Linked DNA regions of Mus musculus: all the other regions are linked to region 2. Evidence: chromatin contacts called from public HiChIP or PLAC-seq data. All regions are on one chromosome and are shown on one strand. The core of a region is the stretch at or near the end of the contact, and the rest is flanking DNA. Distances in the headings are between cores, read along the strand shown. Region 1 overlaps Gm12602 (predicted gene 12602). Region 2 overlaps Gm12610 (predicted gene 12610). Region 3 overlaps Gm34568 (predicted gene, 34568).

Evidence for each region. HiChIP or PLAC-seq counts read pairs in DNA pulled down with a chosen protein or histone mark.
Region 1: a contact with region 2 is called in a CTCF HiChIP or PLAC-seq map of the NIH/3T3 cell line, with 5 read pairs. The contact joins two enhancer-like sites.
Region 3: a contact with region 2 is called in a CTCF HiChIP or PLAC-seq map of the NIH/3T3 cell line, with 7 read pairs. The contact joins two enhancer-like sites.

The regions. Positions count from the first base shown.
Region 1 is chr4:89,104,433-89,107,132 of GRCm38.p6, reverse strand. Gm12602 (predicted gene 12602) reads left to right here. Exons shown (of 4, transcript NR_151607.1): 3 at 1,730-1,782. Among named protein-coding and RNA genes, the nearest start is that of Gm12602, 22 kb to the left of the region's middle. Within about 2 kb of position 1,447, at least 19 of the 459 cell types and tissues checked have an H3K27ac peak or open chromatin away from gene starts, as enhancers often do. A contact at or near this core is called in the NIH/3T3 cell line, where this site is marked.
Region 2 is chr4:89,439,615-89,442,314 of GRCm38.p6, reverse strand. The region is part of intron 5 of Gm12610 (predicted gene 12610); the gene reads right to left. It also overlaps the pseudogene Gm12608. Among named protein-coding and RNA genes, the nearest start is that of Cdkn2b, 130 kb to the right of the region's middle. Within about 2 kb of position 1,339, at least 38 of the 459 cell types and tissues checked have an H3K27ac peak or open chromatin away from gene starts, as enhancers often do. A contact at or near this core is called in the NIH/3T3 cell line, where this site is marked.
Region 3 is chr4:89,000,385-89,003,084 of GRCm38.p6, reverse strand. All of the region lies in intron 1 of Gm34568 (predicted gene, 34568), which reads right to left. Among named protein-coding and RNA genes, the nearest start is that of Gm34568, 45 kb to the right of the region's middle. Within about 2 kb of position 1,409, at least 33 of the 459 cell types and tissues checked have an H3K27ac peak or open chromatin away from gene starts, as enhancers often do. A contact at or near this core is called in the NIH/3T3 cell line, where this site is marked.

The sequences.
Region 1 (2,700 bases), core at 198-2,697, 340 kb after region 2:
TATAAAAGCCTATATATAGCCAAGATTTAGAGCGGGTCACAAGAAACTTCTTCACAGGCATGCCCAGTTGCTTAGATTTTAGCTGATTCCAGATGTAAGTTGATAACTAAGATTAGCCATTATCTCCCCTAATTCAGGTACCTTCTATATTTATTCTTTTAAATTGTATTTATTAATAATGTGTGATGATGATGATATGTGTATATGTGTGTGTGCACGTGTGTACACTGGTTAGTTCTGTCAACTTGAGACTAATCAGAGTCACGTGGGATGAGGGAGCCAGAACTAAAGAACTGCCTCCCTCAGACTGGTCTGTAAGTAGGCCTATGAGGCATTTTCTGCACTGATGACTGAAAAAGAAGGGCCCAGCTCATTGGAATTGGTGCCACGCCTAGGGCAGGCTGTCCTAGGTTGTATAAGAATGCTGAGCAAGCTGTGGACAACAAACAGGAAAAGATCATGCCCCTGAGGTTTCTGCTTCAAGAATGACTTCCTGTGCTAGTTTCCCTTAATGATGAACTTTAAACTCTAAGATTTAAAAAAACAAAACAAAACAAAACAAAACAAAACAAAACAAAAAACAAACCATACAAACAAACAAACAAACAAACAAAAACCCTCTTTTCTCGCTAACTTTCTTTTGGTCAGTGTTTTATTATAGCAATAAAAAAATGTAAGCGTGCAGACACATGTGCACCACAGTGTGTTCGTGGAGTTCAGAGGGCAGCTTTTGGGCGTTAGGTCTCTTTTTACAGCAGGAGATTTGGGTTGTCCGAGTACACTCAGGTTGTCAGGCTTACTTGGCAAGCATTCTTACCTGCTAAGCCATCTTTTCAGCCCCAGGAAGCTTTTAGGCAGCACTTAATCCAGATCTTTCCTGTGTTTCCTTTGACACCACAGCACCCTGGATTTCCTCTGTTAAACACACACTGACCTTGGAGGTTCTTTCTCTGATTAGCGCCTTGATTCCATAGTGTACGCATCATGGGAATGGGCACAGTGTCTTAGCCAGTTTTAGTTTGCTATTCAGCAAATCTATCATCTATCTATCTATCTATCTATCTATCTATCTATCTATCTATCTATCTATCTATCTATCATCTATCTATCTATTTATCTATCTATCTATCTATCATCTATCTGTACAAATTGTTCCCTCTGCTCTAAAATCTCATAAAGAAGTCAAGCTATTTCCTATTTTTGCAAGAGACTTGAAGTCATAGAATTGAGAATTAGAACCTTGGGTTTAACTTGAATCCTCAGTTTTCACTTAAATAAGTGCCCCTGATGTTGGTGGAAAAAGAGAACTTTCTGATATCTTATCCTGGTTATCTAAATTTATCTAAATGATACATAAAAACCTGGAGAAAGTTTTCCCAGGACCTGTGAATGAGAAGACCTTTGTACCGACTGGACAGTGAGTCAGCACCTTTCAGGCACTTTTCCCTGAGGCCTGTGAGCCAATTAAAGACCCAGCCACAATGGTTCCCAGCGTTTCTCATGGTGATTCAGACAAGCAGACTAGAGGGTTTGGGTTTACTCCTGTAAAAGTGGGATGACAGCAACATTTCATTCAGTGGGGATTTAAGGACAATGCAGAGCAGAAGTAGAAACTGCAATGGGAATAGTGAAGCTGGAACCTCTCCTCTGGAAGCTTGGAGTTAAATGCAAGTATCATCTGTGCAACAATTCCCCCAATTTACTAACGCACTCTGTTCTCTTTTCCCAGGAATGATCAGCACAAAGCAGTGTTAAGTACAGAAATACAAATTCGGAACACAGGTAAGTCTACTAGTACTGACAGATCTCTGCTTTTGAAGCAGCTGCTTAAAAACATTGCCACTGAGGAAGAATTTGCCACTAACATCAAAGCATGCTACAGTTCCATTTTCCAAATTATTTGAATTTTGTCAAATATTTGTATGGTTAAAAAAAAAATCTTAAAACAACTCAAAAGTTTGATCCCAAAATTTCCAGTTGTCTGGAAGAAATCAGAATCTAGTCAGTTATTGTGATTGTCAATCATCAACTAGGCTAGATTTTGAGCCACCTGGGAGACACACCTCCAGGTATGTTTGTGAAGGGGTTTCCAGAGAGGGTTACCTGGAGGGCAGACCCAACCTGGATGTGGGTGGCATCATCCTATGGGCTGGGGACCTAGACTGACTAAGAGAGAGGAGGAGAAACTAAGTTCAGTACCAGCATTCTCCTCTTCCTGTTTCTTGCTTCAGACACAGTGTGAGCAGCCACTTCATGGTCCTGATGCTAGGTCTTGAGCAACTCTTGCCAACACACTTTTGCTGTCATGTTTGATGCTTCCTAAGCTGGGAGCTAAGACAAACCCTTTCTTCGGTTTTTTTGTCAGGTATCTTGACCCAGGAAAGGAAAGTAGCAAATGTAGTTATCACACTACTCGCACATCTAGGTATTTCTGAAGCCTAAAATTGATAGGCGATTCCACTTGTCTTTCAGATACTTTTATTTATATTAATAGGTGCTTGTATATTACACGTTCTTGGATAGGCTAACATCTAGCCTCACTACCTTAGGGAGTAAATAAATTTTCAGAGTTGGAGACTGAAGAACTGAGTTCTTTGATACATAAGTGTGCTCTGTTGGATTGTTAAACTCAGGAGGTAAGGCTATGAGTAAAGGGGAGAGGAGCAGGTCACCTGAATGTTCAAATGTGCTTTTCTAAGA
Region 2 (2,700 bases), core at 90-2,589:
GCTGAAGCTGTAATACAGAAATTCCTAAAGAAGAGAATGACCCTGGAATGGGTGCAATGGATGGAAAGGCAGTGGGTATGGTTGGTGGCATGTTCTAACTCCTAGAATAATGCTTTGTGCTTATCAATGAACTGTGACAGGAGCTCAAGGCAGGTGGGGGGATGGGGTGGGATGGGAGGTTCGAATCTCTAGGACATGCCAGAGACCTAGGATAGAGGAGGCTCCTGGGAGTCTATGGGGGTGACCCTAGATGAAACTCCTAGCAGTAGGGAATATGGGGCCTAAAGTGGCCACCCTCTGCAATGACTTGATGTGCCAGGCTGGGTTGGTACCCAGGGGGGCTCCCCCTTCTCAGAGGAGAAGGAGAGGGGAAGAGGAAGGGGCTTGTGAGGCAGATGCTGAGAGGAAAGAGATGTAAAGTGAATGAATGAATAATTAAATAAATGGAGAAAAATAATGAAAAGGAAAAACAACAATTCACTGTGTTGAGCATGGTGGTGCATTGCCTTTAAGCCTAGCATTCCTGAGGCAAAAACAGGTGGATCTCTGTGAGTTGGAAGTTAGCCTGGCCTACATAGTAAGTTCCAGGCTAGCCAGGGCTACTAAAATCCTATCTCAAAAAGAAGAAATAGAAGAACACATTGCGTTCATATTCATCCTTCCTAACCCTCTCCCCCTCCATCTCCTGGTGACTCGGAGGAAATGTTCTAGTCACCACTGCATCCTATTTCCAGAAAAACATCTGCTCAATAGCAGGCGTCCAATAAGGCGTCCAAGAAGCAGCCCACAGTCATCACACCTACGTGAAGCTCTTGAGGAAACTCTGATCGCCTTTAGTCTTATACTGCATTGAGGATTCTCATAGAATTATCTGGTTTTGTGATATTCTCAGATGGCTGTAAAATAGTAAGAACAGAACAATCTCCTGGACTAACTAGTCCAGTCTTAGGAAGAGACCAGAAGTTTAAGAGAATGTCATATCCGCACTAATGCCTGGATAGTCCTGTACACACTTTCTGTAATAAGGCATGACTGAAAGGGGAAAGGCACTCAGCAGGGAATGTGAGCAGGAATCTGAAATGCCTGGATCTCTGAAGCCCAGGGTTTTATTTTTTAAATTTCCAATGAATTTTGCGTTCCAAGGCATGAAGCCTCTTGGTTTGACTTCATTTACAAGAACTTTCGTTTCAGATTGTTGGAGAAATAAATGAAACCTCCAGGAAGATGTGCCCTGTTTAGCTTGGAAAATCACCAAGAATTCCAAGTGCATGTGGCATGATGATAACCATCTAGAAATGACTCTGGAGGGACCTTAAGGAGTGAAGCCTCTCCTGGCTCTCTCTCTCTCGCCCTTGCCCTTACCACAGAAAGACTCTGTAAAGTGAGAACAAAAGTAAACTCAGAGGGAGATGTGGGTAGGTTTTGAGGAAAAAAATAGCTAAAAGTTTTATTTTTCTGCATCAGTATCTCTTCACACCATTTTCCCTTTTAAATTACTGGGTTGTTTTTGGTTGTTGTTTTCCTGTCAGTATGCTAGATGTAAAACAAACAAAAAGCATTGTTAAGTCTCCCTCACTCTCAAGCTAAGAGACCAGAGAGTGACCATACAATCCAGTCTTCTAGGACCACTCTAGCCCTTCGATACTGTCACATAAACGTTTCAGAGTCCTTCTCATCTGGACAGTCTGTGGCCATTCTAAGGAATGTGTTCTCCACGTCCCTCCCCTTAAATGGACTAGCAGGAACCCACCCAACCAAGTCACAGGCAATTAATATAAACCTTCTAGCTTAGCTCCACACTGCCAGGGCAAAAGAATCCTTGTGACTCAGAAGAGTTAGTGTCCAATTCATCCATTAGGAAATCACAAGCTCTGATGCATCCGAATCACATCATGTGTTCACTCTGTTTCTACAGTCTGGAGCTGTAATCACCATTTGCTAGGCATTGAATCCAAATCAAATATACATATATTTATGATTTTCTTGGTGATTTCCCAAGGTAAATGGGGCACATCTTCCTGGAGGGTTCATTGTTTCTCCAACAATCTGGTGTGTGTGTGAGTGTGTGTGAGTGTGTGTGTGTGTGTGTGTGTGTGTGTGTGTGTACGCTGCTGCTGAATCGCTTTGCTTTGAGGACTTTAGTCATCATTGCCAAACTTCCTTGGAATTTAAATATTACAATCTTTTTTTTCTTTCCCACCATCTCAGTACTGCCGGAATATATTTAAGGCACACAAAGATTAGACGATTTAATACTTTTAAGATAATTGGTCTAAGACTAAAGAGGAATATGTCATGGGTGATTATAAGAGAATTTTGACCTAAGTATGAGGAAAATTTATTATAAATTATCAGAAATAGCTGTTAGTGGGGGGATGGAGGTGACAGTAATCAATGTCTAAAGTTATTTTTTCATATCTAATGCTACATTCATTTCAAAGCTTTTTTTAGGGAATGAAAGTATTCCCTTGGAGTGAGACAACAGTGATAATTCCATTCCTATCTATATTCAGAACATTTTGCATTCTTTCTTTCCAGAGTTTATTTACCCAGAAGTATAACAATAGTTGAGGTGCCTTTCATCCCATCCCAAGCCACAGTAAAGGACATTTTCTGCAGGTCATAAGTCATTCAGAAACTACAGAGACTACCATTCCATGTGCTAATGGGATCAACTTCCTCTTCCTTCCCATCCATTCT
Region 3 (2,700 bases), core at 160-2,659, 440 kb after region 2:
AAGAGTGAAATGATAATTACCAGAGGCTGGTAAGTGTAGGGAGGGAGAAAGAACGGAAAGAGGCTAATTATCAGGTATTAACTTACAGTTAGGTAGAAAAAAAGTTCTAGTGGTGTGTTGCACAGGACAGTGACAATAGGTAATAACATATTCTCTTACTCTTTGTCTCACAGAAAAGAGTTTGAACATTTCCCCACCAGGAAGTAATAAGTGGGCCTAGGTTCTGTTTGTAAAGTGTTTGCCTTATAGGAACAAGGGCCTGAATTTGATTCCCAGAACTCATGGAAAACAGCTGGTGTCCTGCCACGTATTCATGATCCCAGTACCGGGAAAGCAAAGATAAGCCCAGCCCTGGGACTTGCCGGCCCCCTTGGTCAGCCCACTTGGTAAGCTCTAGACCTCAGAGACCCTGTCTCAAAAACAGAAATTGTCCATGAAAGATTGAAAAAAATTACAAAGTTTGTTGAGTTGGGAAGAGACTGATGAATTGGAGAAGAGTTTGGGGGGGGGGGCAGTGAATATGATTAAAACATATGGCATGGAACTCTTAAAAAAAAAACTAAGAAAAAATTTAAAACAAAAAACAGTAATGTGAATGGCTCCCAAGATTGAATACGCATCCCCCTCCCCCCCGTGTGTGTGTGTGTGTGTGTGTACAAGAAATGATAGGTGCTTCAAAAGACAGATATGTATGCCTGGTTTAGATTTCTATATAATATATTCATGATTTAAATATAATGCAGATGAGTACATGTTTTACTTTTTAATGGGCTATATAGATTTAACGGAAAGTGCAGAAACATTAGGCTCCTCCTCTTCCTCATTTAAGAGGTAGATAGTATCTATTTATAAAATGAGGGACTGTACCCAGGGTTCCTAAGGGCTCACTCTGCTCCAACATTCTTTGAGAAATTCTAAATCTCTATCCCTGCCCTCTCACTCAAATCATAAGCAATACTTAAAAGCATTTTTCCACAAGGATTTCTGCACATATTGTCTTGGAAATTTATTGTGAATCACTAAGTTACCCCCTTTTTGTTGGAAAATTAACAATGTTGCATTCTGTTGCTATAACCCAAACAATACTGAATTAAATTTGTCCTGGGCTTATGAAGGCATTTATTCAACAAAGTGATTTCTTTCCAAGCAAATGAGTTACTTATTTCCATTAAGAATAAAATAAAAAGAAAGCATGCTCTTCTCTATGTAACTAGTTCGGTAGACACTAACTGGTTGCATTGTCTGTAAAGCTGTGAATCAAGTAAAATTTCCTGTGAGTGTGCAGTTTCCTTTGTAGCTTACATAAATTTGTGGATTATTCCAAGATATGTACACTCATAGTTACTCACTTGAGAAAATAGAGTTGTGCGTACTTGCACATCATAGAAAAACACCCACACATACAAAGCCTGCCTTTTACCAGGACTTGAGATGAGAAAATAAAGCAGCCAGAATGGCTTCTTACCCCCTCCACCCTAACCACACCTTCCTGCCCTAAGCCTATTGCCCAAATCCAACTGTGCCCCAACACATGCCTCTTTGAAAATTGAAAAGATATTGAGAGGAAAGGTCAAGTGAAAAAAATAAAGCCGGAAAGAGAAACGTGTGAAAAAAGAGACCAAGACAGGAAATGTAGTTGGCTGGAGCTTTCTGAAGTAAACAGCATTTGGAAGCAGAGAGCAACTAATTCTTGACTTTCATGTTCTCCTGAAAAAGGTGATGGTCCAACAATTCAGTTGAATTAGGTAAATGGGGCTGTTTTAATGAGTTGAAATAAGATCATCTACCCAAGATACTTCTAGAAACTCAGTGAAATTCTTGGTTCTGATCATTTAGGTTAGAACTCTTGTAGTAGATAACCAATTAAACTCATCTTCTACTTGTGCATCTGGCGTGGTACTTGATCTCTACTACAGCAATTCTGTAGTGTTCTCTCTTTGCAGCATCACTCTTCCTATTTGTGCGTTCCTTTTTAGAATAAAAGTAGGCTGAGCCATCTCAGCGTTTGCATTTGCACTGAAGCCAAGCAGCCTGCCTAGCTCTTTGAAAGTGTAGGTATGGTTAAAGATAGAACCACTGAAAACCCAATAAAAGGAAGGCAAGGTGGTATCTATAGAAACGTCCTGCTGGGTTTCTATAGACAGGGCAGGAGGTACTAATCTGCTACCAGGGAACTGAGGAAGTGTGGTGGTGTTCCACAGCTCCAGAGAGCAAGCTAAGTGAGAATTTTGTAGGCCCCTAGCTGAGAGGTTGCCTCTTCAATAGAGAGTTCAGAACGTATTTGAGTCAGCCAACTTTTTTTTAATGTCTATGAAGTAGATATTTGAACCAATTTTTAGGCTTTAGTCACTCTAAAGCAAATTGCTGACAATAATCAAAAGTTCAAAATTATTGCTTGGTTGCAATTGCTGTTAGTCCTTTAAAACAAATATAGTTGCCTTTAAAAATGTTCATTCTTTAAAGTAAAGAAAAGCTTAAGTGAGGAAGAGCTTATAGCTTGCAAAAAAAAATGCACATCCCCCGGGGGGTCTTTATAAGTAGTAATCATGCTGCAATTGCTGCAAGAACAAATGAGGGCATCTATTCCATTAGCATGTACAAACAACTTGCCTCGTTAGATCTGACTTGAGACAAAAGTCTTGTTGTACACCAGCAGCCTTGTAAGTATTGCAAAAGTGACATTTAGCCCTCATCGGCATC